3 separate regions of the Mus musculus genome follow, and regions 1 and 2 are each linked to region 3. The links are chromatin contacts, called in public Micro-C and promoter capture Hi-C maps. All regions are on one chromosome and are shown on one strand. The core of a region is the stretch at or near the end of the contact, and the rest is flanking DNA. Distances in the headings are between cores, read along the strand shown.

Evidence for each region. Promoter capture Hi-C pulls out the DNA fragments that hold promoters and counts their contacts. Hi-C and Micro-C count contacts between places; a contact is called where the count stands out from the background.
Region 1: a contact with region 3 is called in a Micro-C map of embryonic stem cells. The contact joins the promoter of Zfp108 here to the promoter of Bcam in region 3. A contact is called at or near these places in 1 of 39 promoter capture datasets (cranial neural crest) and 1 of 484 Hi-C or Micro-C datasets (embryonic stem cells).
Region 2: a promoter capture Hi-C map of the HPC-7 cell line shows a contact between it and region 3. The contact joins the promoter of Irgq here to the promoter of Bcam in region 3. A contact is called at or near these places in 3 of 39 promoter capture datasets (the HPC-7 cell line, cranial neural crest and second pharyngeal arch cranial neural crest).

The regions. Positions count from the first base shown.
Region 1 is chr7:24,253,448-24,256,185 of GRCm38.p6, forward strand. It overlaps Zfp108 (zinc finger protein 108), which reads left to right and starts at 1,347. Exons shown (of 4, transcript NM_018791.2): 1 at 1,347-1,475; 2 at 2,386-2,443. The coding sequence starts at 2,429.
Region 2 is chr7:24,529,326-24,532,025 of GRCm38.p6, forward strand. Irgq (immunity-related GTPase family, Q) reads left to right here and starts at 1,323. Exons shown (of 3, transcript NM_153134.3): 1 at 1,323-1,579; 2 at 2,059-2,590. The coding sequence starts at 2,061.
Region 3 is chr7:19,769,272-19,771,971 of GRCm38.p6, forward strand. Bcam (basal cell adhesion molecule) reads right to left here and starts at 1,261. Exons shown (of 15, transcript NM_020486.2): 1 at 1,136-1,261. The coding sequence starts at 1,199.

The DNA of each region.
Region 1 (2,738 bases), core at 97-2,596, 4.5 Mb after region 3:
TGTTTACCAACTAAAGCATGGACATTGGAGCATTCGTTATTCAGGATGCCACAGTTCCAGGAGACTTTTTGCCTCAGGACAGTGCCCAGGTTTTTGGGGCCAGTTGCACGTGTCACTACTGGAGTAGATGTAGCACCTGCCCTGCTGATTTAAGTTCCACTTGCAACCTTCCAGGGACTTTCTATTGCCACCACTGAGAATGTGAAAATTAGGGGATAGGATGGAAGACAGACAGGGACCCCTACATTAAAATAGAACTTACCTGCAAACCAAACTGTAAGACCCACCACCCCATTATACTCAAATCCTAGGACCCTCTTCCCTCCTTATGCAGACTGGGAAGTAGAACTTGATATGTTTATAAAATGATAAATGGGGGTGGGGTGGGGTGGATACGTTCTATAGGGGTGTGGTGAGGTATGGGGGAAGCGGGTGCCTCAACAGGCCCATGCCAAGACATCCCTTCCCACTGTGGAACCAGCCACACGATGGTATAGTATAGAATAGAGTTTATTCAGGGCTTGGGGAGGGGAGTTTAGAGGGTAGTAGGGCAGAGAATGGGAGAGAGAAGTAGAGGAGAAGAGTAGAGGCTGGCCATGAGCACGTGGAGAAAGAGGGGGGAAGGTATGAGGGGACAGAGCAGGAGCAAGACGGGAAGAGCAAAAGAACAAGAGGACAAAAGAAAGAGGAGAGGGCAAGCAACCACTTTTATAGTGGATCCGCCTACCAGGCTGTTGCCAGATAATTGTGGGGAGGAGCATACCTAGGTGTTGCCAGGTAACTGTATGGTGGAGCTTAGACAGAATGTTAACCGAACTCACTAGGGCATCCAGAGCTTACCTATGCTAATCTGACTCAGGAACAGAATTTTCTATCCAGAAGTTGGCAAAACTTGAGACCCTGTTCCCCATAAGCCCCCTGGCTAAAGGGTTGAAAACTGGAGCCAGGATAGTTATGCCCTCTGGTCCTGTTACTGCACCTTCCTACAGCCAAGACAGAGACCTACCCTTTGAGATTTCTAAACCATGGGACTTAGCTGGTAGTCACTATAAAGGTCAATTTTAAATTTCTCAACGAAACAAGGCCAAATATGACTAAAGACTGTTGATTTTGTCTGGACCCACAACTTCCTTTCTAAGCGAGAGTGGTACTTTTACATTTCCCAAAAAGCAATTTCCACCGACCTCACTCTAGTTAAAATAGCTTGGAACCTTCTCGTTCTGGGAAATGTAGTCCCAGAAAAAGCTCCAGACCGATGAACTTCCGCCGAGGCATTCTGGGAATTGTAGTTCTGGAGCCATTAGCAGCTAAGTTTGCTTCAGCTCCAGAAGGCTAGGCTGCCTGGCAGTGCTTCCTTCCAGTGAGGTGAGAGCTTGGAGCATCCCGCAGGCCTTCTGTGCGCTGTGCCCCGGTGTGTCCTCTCAGGGACGAGTTTGCATTCCGGTGTGTCCTCTCAGAGACGAGTTTGCATTCCGGTGTGTCCTCTCAGAGACGAGTTTGCATTCCGGGGAAAAGCGGGGCAGCTGTGGCAGCGACCCGTCCTTTTTAACTGGGTTCTGCCTGAGGCCTCCTGCCCTGATTCCTGGACCCATCTCAGCTGCTGGTGGAACCCCGGGAGAGTCTAGCTTCCCACTGGAGCCTGGCAGAGAAGCTGTGGTGACAGATGGCCAGTGTCATAAAGCCTTAAGTGGCAACTCTTACTTTTATGTGTTTTTGTTTTGATTTGGTTTGGTTTTGCATTTATTTATTTAAGAGGGGAGGGTTGTGTCACAGCTTATGTATGGAGGTCAGAAGACAACTTGTGAGAGTCAGGTCTTTCCTTGCACCGTGTGGTGTTCAGGGACTCGAACTCGCCCCATCAGGCTCAGCTGAAGTCACTTCTACCCACTAAGCCATCTTGCAGGGCTTAGATTTCTATTGGTCATTATCTTCGTGCATGTGGAAAAAGAGACTCTGGAGGCTCTGGCAGGTCAATAATGTTTGCTAATTATGAAGCCTTTTAGAGCAGGATACAGAGAGGTTTAACTTCACTCCCATGTATGGAAACAATAACATGTAAGATAGCTGTCACAATTGACAGACCCTTCTGAGGCTGGTGGTCAGTCATGACACAGCATGCATCAGACTTCTGGGGCTGCTTAAACATTTGTGTTTTCTGGGAAACCCATCACCACAGGCAGCCTTGTGAAGGTAAGAGTGCCCAGCACCCCTGAAGCTTCCAGAAATAGAGAATGTGGTGAGTGAGTCTGGTAACCCGGAGGCTTAGTAGGAAGTAGGCAGAAAAGCCTGGTCAGCGCGCACAGCCCTTGGGGCTGATGGAGAAGCTGAGGAAGCCACGTGGACCAACTGTCCTAGCAGTGTTCTCACGAAGCCTCTCTTCCCCAGCTTGCTTCCCAGAGCCCTGCCTTGTCTCAAAGAGAAGAGAACAATGACCAAGTTACAGGTAAGTCGGGTTGCTTCCCCCATCCCCACAGTGGTAGGGATTGAAAACAGGACTCCTGCATGGCGGGCAAGTGCTCTACACAGAGCCTCTCTGAACTGCATGAAGGAAGAGGGGAAGTTGCTGAGAAGAAAGGTCTGGAAGGAGGAGGGATAAGAGAGGACAGTGGGACATGTGCTCAAAGTGCACTGCACATGGGAAAGTGTACAAGGATGAGTAAAAAGAATTTGAAAAAGTGGGCTGCAGAGATGGCTCAGTAGTTAAGAGCACTGGCTCAGTTTGGTTCCCAGCACTCACA
Region 2 (2,700 bases), core at 73-2,572, 4.8 Mb after region 3:
ACTTTCTCTATAGAGCAGGCTGGCTTCAAACTCAGTGAACGGCCTGCCTCTACCTCCTAAATTCGGGGATTAAAGGTGTGCTACCACCATAGCCCGTGTTGCACACGTTTGCTACGGGAAACTGAAGCATAGTCATATTGAAAGTCTAGGGGGAAAGTGGGACAAGAACCCTGGGGACTCATTCCAGGTAATGATATTGCCAGTCACACCCCACAACCCAATCTTCGCCTGGCAGCCCTTTATTCCTCTAAATGTCGTCCTGCTTCTGTTTGTGTGCCCAAATCAAGGGAAATAATTTTGATCATGAGAGGAGGTCATTCCTGGCAGGTAGTCACTGCGGCCACCTGTAGCAGGGCGGGGCGTCGAGATATGGAGGTCCCTTTAGTGTCTGTCACTCCTGCACCCAACCCCTCTTTCTGGCAGTACTCAAAGAGGTCGTCTCCTGGGCTGTCTGGACTCCATTCCTTGGGAGACGCTTGCCCTCTACAGTGTCTTCAGGGCGATGTTCTGATATGAAAGAGAGAGGGGGGGGGCGTGGCTGCCACCAACCTTAGTGGGCCTCGCTCTATTTTTTGACACTCACTGAACTCTAATGACACTCTCACTAGAAAAGCTTCAGCAGTCTCACATGGGAGACTCCTCGGGTTTGTGACACCTCGGTCTTCAAGCCCCTGTGTCCTCATCTTCACGAAACCGAATTCCCTCGAAGGTGGAACTCTTGGTCTTTCTTACCAGCCCCATCCTAGTTTCTCACGTGTCAACCATAACCCCCGCACAAGCAGTGGTGCTCACACTTGAGCCCGCCTTCTCCCAGGAGACATCCTTCTCTGACATTGATTACTGTTTCACCGTAGTCACCGCCGCCCGCGTTCACTAGTTCATTTCTGGATCACGCTGCTCCCATGCACTGCCTTCTGCTCTTAGTTCTTGATGGTCACGGACGCCTCTTGCTTTCCTCCCCGAAGACTGTCCCTTAGCTGCGCCTGACAGTTGGTCGCCACAGCTCTGCCACCGGACGAGAGCGGGATAGTTTTTCCTAGTCTCCAGACTCCAGTGATCTGTTGCACCACCATTGTCCCCGAGTCAGGTTCAAGGTTGCAGTCCGGCACTAATATAGTCACGGCAGGCAAGTCTTCGCAAGGGCAAGTGGAGAGGTCCTTTTCTGTACAGGGGTGCGTGATGATGACGTTGGTTGTGTGCTCCGTACAACGCTAAGCTTACTGCGTGGGCTCATCGCTTCCTGTCCCCCTTTGCCGTACAAACCCTGCACGTACTGCGCAGGCGTATTGGTTGCTGGTCTTGGTGGGGCACCGCCCCAAAACTTTCTGCGCACGCGCATGGGTTTTATTGTGCCTTTGCCCAAACAGCCTTAGCTAGAAAGAAGGAGCTGCCAAAAATTCTTCCTCTCCGCAGTGGCACTCCAAGACACACCGGTCTTGGAAGGAATGACGTCAGTATAGAGCCACCTGAAGGAGTCCGGATGTTTCTAAATCCGGACACTCCTGCCCCTTCAGCCTCCGTCAGCTCGTCTTAAGGGGCTGGGCCTCTGTGCTCTCCAGGCGTGTCACCTCTCTGATCGGTTGGTGATTTGGAATGGGGAGGGGAAAGACCATTCTCGAGTTTGGCAGTCAGGTTTTTGAGGGTTTTTGTTTTCCTTCTTCTGTTTCTTCTTTTTTAAATAGAGAAATGCATTCGTGTGGAGAATGGGCATATACCTGGCTCTCCCAGGAATAGGCCCTGGGGGTTGAGTTTCTAGGTCCTGCAGCGTGACACTGGAGAATGGAAGTAGAGGACAGGCTGGAGGACTGAAGCCTGGATCTACAGTGAATCAGTTAGGAGAGGGTGTTGATTGGTGTGGGGGAGTGCGACGCCTTTAATCTCAGCACTCTGGGAGACAGAGGGGAGAGGATCGATCTCTTGAATGTCAGGCCAGCCTGGTCTACGTAATGAGTTCAGGCCAGCCAGGGCTACACAGCGAGACGCTGTCTTAGAAAAGAAGCAAACAAAAAGTCTTACGTGCTCCCTGACCAATTTCTTTCCCCGCCTCTTGCTTTCCAGCAATGCCTCTGCCTCAGGGTGACGTGACTGCCTTATTCCTGGGGCCTCCCGGCTCGGGAAAGTCCGCCCTGATCGCCGCGTTATGCGGTAAGAATGTGGACACGGTAGAGATTCCCGATGGACGGCAGGACTCTGGAGTCCCCAGCCTGAGAGCTGCGGCTCCGGGCCTCTTCCTGGGTGAGCTGAGTTGCCCACCCGCAGCTCCCGGGCCCTGGGCGGCGGAGGCCAACTTGCTGGTATTGGTGCTACCAGGATCTGAGGGGAGCGAGGAGCCCTTGACCCCAGCTCTGGGAGAGGCAGCGCGAGCCGCCCTGGCTAGAGGAACCCCGCTGCTGGCTGTCCGGAATCTGCGCCCTGGAGATTCCCAGAATGCAGCTAAAGCCCGGGATGAGACTGCAGCCTTGTTGAACAGTGCTGGGTTAGGAGCTGCGCCTCTCTTTGTGCCGCCGGCGGATTGCAGCAGCAGTGACCGCTGCGAGGAGCTAGAGCGCCTGCAGGTGGTGCTGCGGACCCAGGCGGAGGCGCTGCAGAGGTGAGGGGACAGTTCGGGCTGGATGGGGTGGCCTTAGATCCAACTCAGCTACGGAGGTCTTTAAAGTTCTCGAGCCCTGTTCCTAGAGTGTTAGACGCAAGCTTTTCTTG
Region 3 (2,700 bases), core at 11-2,510:
ACAACACCCCCCCCCCATCTCTTTACCAGAGAAGCTTGAAAAGGGTGAGGTGAGTCACCTGGGCAGAGGTGAGGCTGGGTCCTGAGGGAGAAAGGACTGGAAGTTTAGACAACTAGCTGCCCGAGGTATAGCAGGCTGCATGTGGGAAACACGGATCTCTGAGTCCTAGGGACCTGAGAACTTGGGTCTTGGATTCCTGTCAGGGTCTGGCAGGTAGCACGGTTCTTGCTGAGAATCTACCCTCTGGGCTGGCATCATTCCTTTCCCGCCTAACCTGGCACAGACTACTCCTGGGTTCCCACTCTATATCACGTTTGTGCCAGGAGCCTTGGTTCTCAGGCACCCACCTCTGGGCCCAGCCTGTCCCAGGGGAGCTGGTTGGGGGCCAAGCTGGTGCTCTGGACTGGTTGTGAGCAGCCAAGCAGCCAGATATCCTGTCTTCCCTGATCTCTCTTCACCCTGTCCCCAGTGTCCCCCCGCCCCTGTTTCTCCTCCCCACTTCACCACATGCAGGTGTGTGGATTTATCGGGGCCCTCAGGAAAGGGGCCCTGTCAGTCGGAAAACACTGTTCCACCTTCTCTGTCAGGCTCGGTTCTTCCGGCCCTTTCAGAGAGAGGCGGGTCCTTTAGAGGCAGCCTAAACTCTGAATTTTGGGGAAACCCTAACATTCTAGAAAGTGCTTTAACCGCAGGGTCCCCCGTTTCTCTGAGGAAACTCTGAGCTTAATCACTTAGAGAACAGCTCCGGGATGCTAATCTTCAGTATCTTAGCAGAACCTATTTTGACTATGGGGGAGGGGAGGGGCTGGACTCCAGTCTAAGGGACTAGGGGCTACAGATCCCAGATTCCAGGTACTCAAGGTTATTAGGGGTCGCAGGGCTTAGACTCCAGGATTCCCAAAGAGCTGGGGAGGGACAGCTGTCTCAGATGTGTTTGCTCCAGAGCTAGGGTATCCTTAGCTCTCAGATCGGGTGCACCCCAAGGCCTCCCGCCTTCCTCCCTACTGGGGAATCCCTAGATTGTGATCCCTGGGGAAATGGAAGCTTGTTCCCCTTGTCTTCTCGGGGACTCCAGGGGCCTGCCCCACAAGCCCCAACCTCAAGTTTCAGCTCTGCCCTCAGCCCCAAGTCATACCTGAGTAGCCCGACAGCAGGAAGGTGAGCCACAGCAGCCCTGCGCGGGCGTCAGGGGGTTCCATGTTCCCTGCAGTGGCGGCAGTGACTGAGCCCGGGCGAGGCTCTCCGCCGCCCTGAAGCTGGCAGCGGAGGCCAGGCCCCTGACCACGCCCCTGACCACGCCCACCCCATCCCCAAGCTGGGCGCAGGGCCAAGACCTCCCACTGCCCTGAGAGGACCTCCCACCCTCGCGCGCGCGGGGACCCGCTAGCACCGCCGCGCGCTGCTCCATCCAACCCACGCCTGCGGCTCTCCTCCTCAGCCGTGGGGACCGACCCTCCAGTCAAGCCTCGAGCTGGAATCTAAGGGAAAGCGCGCAGATACTCGTTCCCTTCCTTCCTGGCCACCTGCGGGGTCTTGACACGCATGCCCAAGGTGGCATGTGGCCCTCGACTGCAGGTGAATCTTTTTCCTAGTTTATTTTCTTTTTGGAGTCGGTGGCCCACTGTAGCTCAGGCTGGCCTTCTGCCTCAGTTTCCCAAGTACTGGGATTACAAGGGTGAGCCATCGCCCTGGTTTGTGAACTGTCGGTTTTGACCAGCGGTCCCTGATGTGATTAGTTGCCTGTGCTGGTCTCTCTTTGTAGTCTCTCCTGCATGACCGGCTCTTCCCTGAGTGCCCTAGGATGCCCTCCCCTTAGAGGCAGCCACCTTGCTGGGAAGCGCCCCTCCTCTGACTGAGCAGTGGCCTGGAACTGGTCAGGTCAATCTTTTCTCTAATGGGTTTTCAATTCCCAGTCCTGGTCGGCCTCTTTGGTGATGAGGTGGGGATGGGGTGCCCCTCCCTCTGCTCTGCTCTGCTCTCCTTGACTCCTTCACTTCCCCCCATCCAGGGAATCCAAGGAATGTCACCCCCCTTCCGCCTTCCTTCTCTGCCCGCCATTCCTTCCCCACCTTGGGGGGAGGGGAGGAGAAGTGGGCTGGCGCGTCGGCAGGTGAGTGGCTGAGGGAAAGAGCAGGCTGCTAGGACCGCGGGATGGAAGAGAGGGTCACAGGTCAAAGTAAGGGGTCACAGATCAGTCTACTCCAGGATCCTCACACGCCGAGGCAGTGTGGAACAAAATCCCAAGAATGCTGGATGGGGGCTGGAGAAGGAGGGTTCTGCCTCTGTTCAGAGGGTAGAAACTAGCCTGGGATACTGCTATGGATGGGGGGTGGTATAATTGTGGGTCATGCTGAGAGAGGGTCCTCCCCCTCCAGTCTCTGGCCAGTCTGAGGGTGACCAGCGTTGAGCTGCCCTGTGAGCCAAGGTTTTACCCATCAGTCCTAGTGGAAAGGCTTATGTTGTAGGTTTTGGCAGGGCTCTCAAAGCTGTTTTAGCATTCCCTGTCACAGGAAGCAATTGTGAAACCAGGAAAAGTGACCTTTGCGTGGGGCTCCTTCATCCCCTCTCCAGGAAGTCTTTCTTCAACCTTCTCCTGTCACATAAGTCCCTGCAAATCTCTGGACCCCCTTGTCAGCTCTACACGCCCAGAGATACATCTATCTCCTCTGTGTGACTCCCAGCCACCGTAAAAGTCCAGGC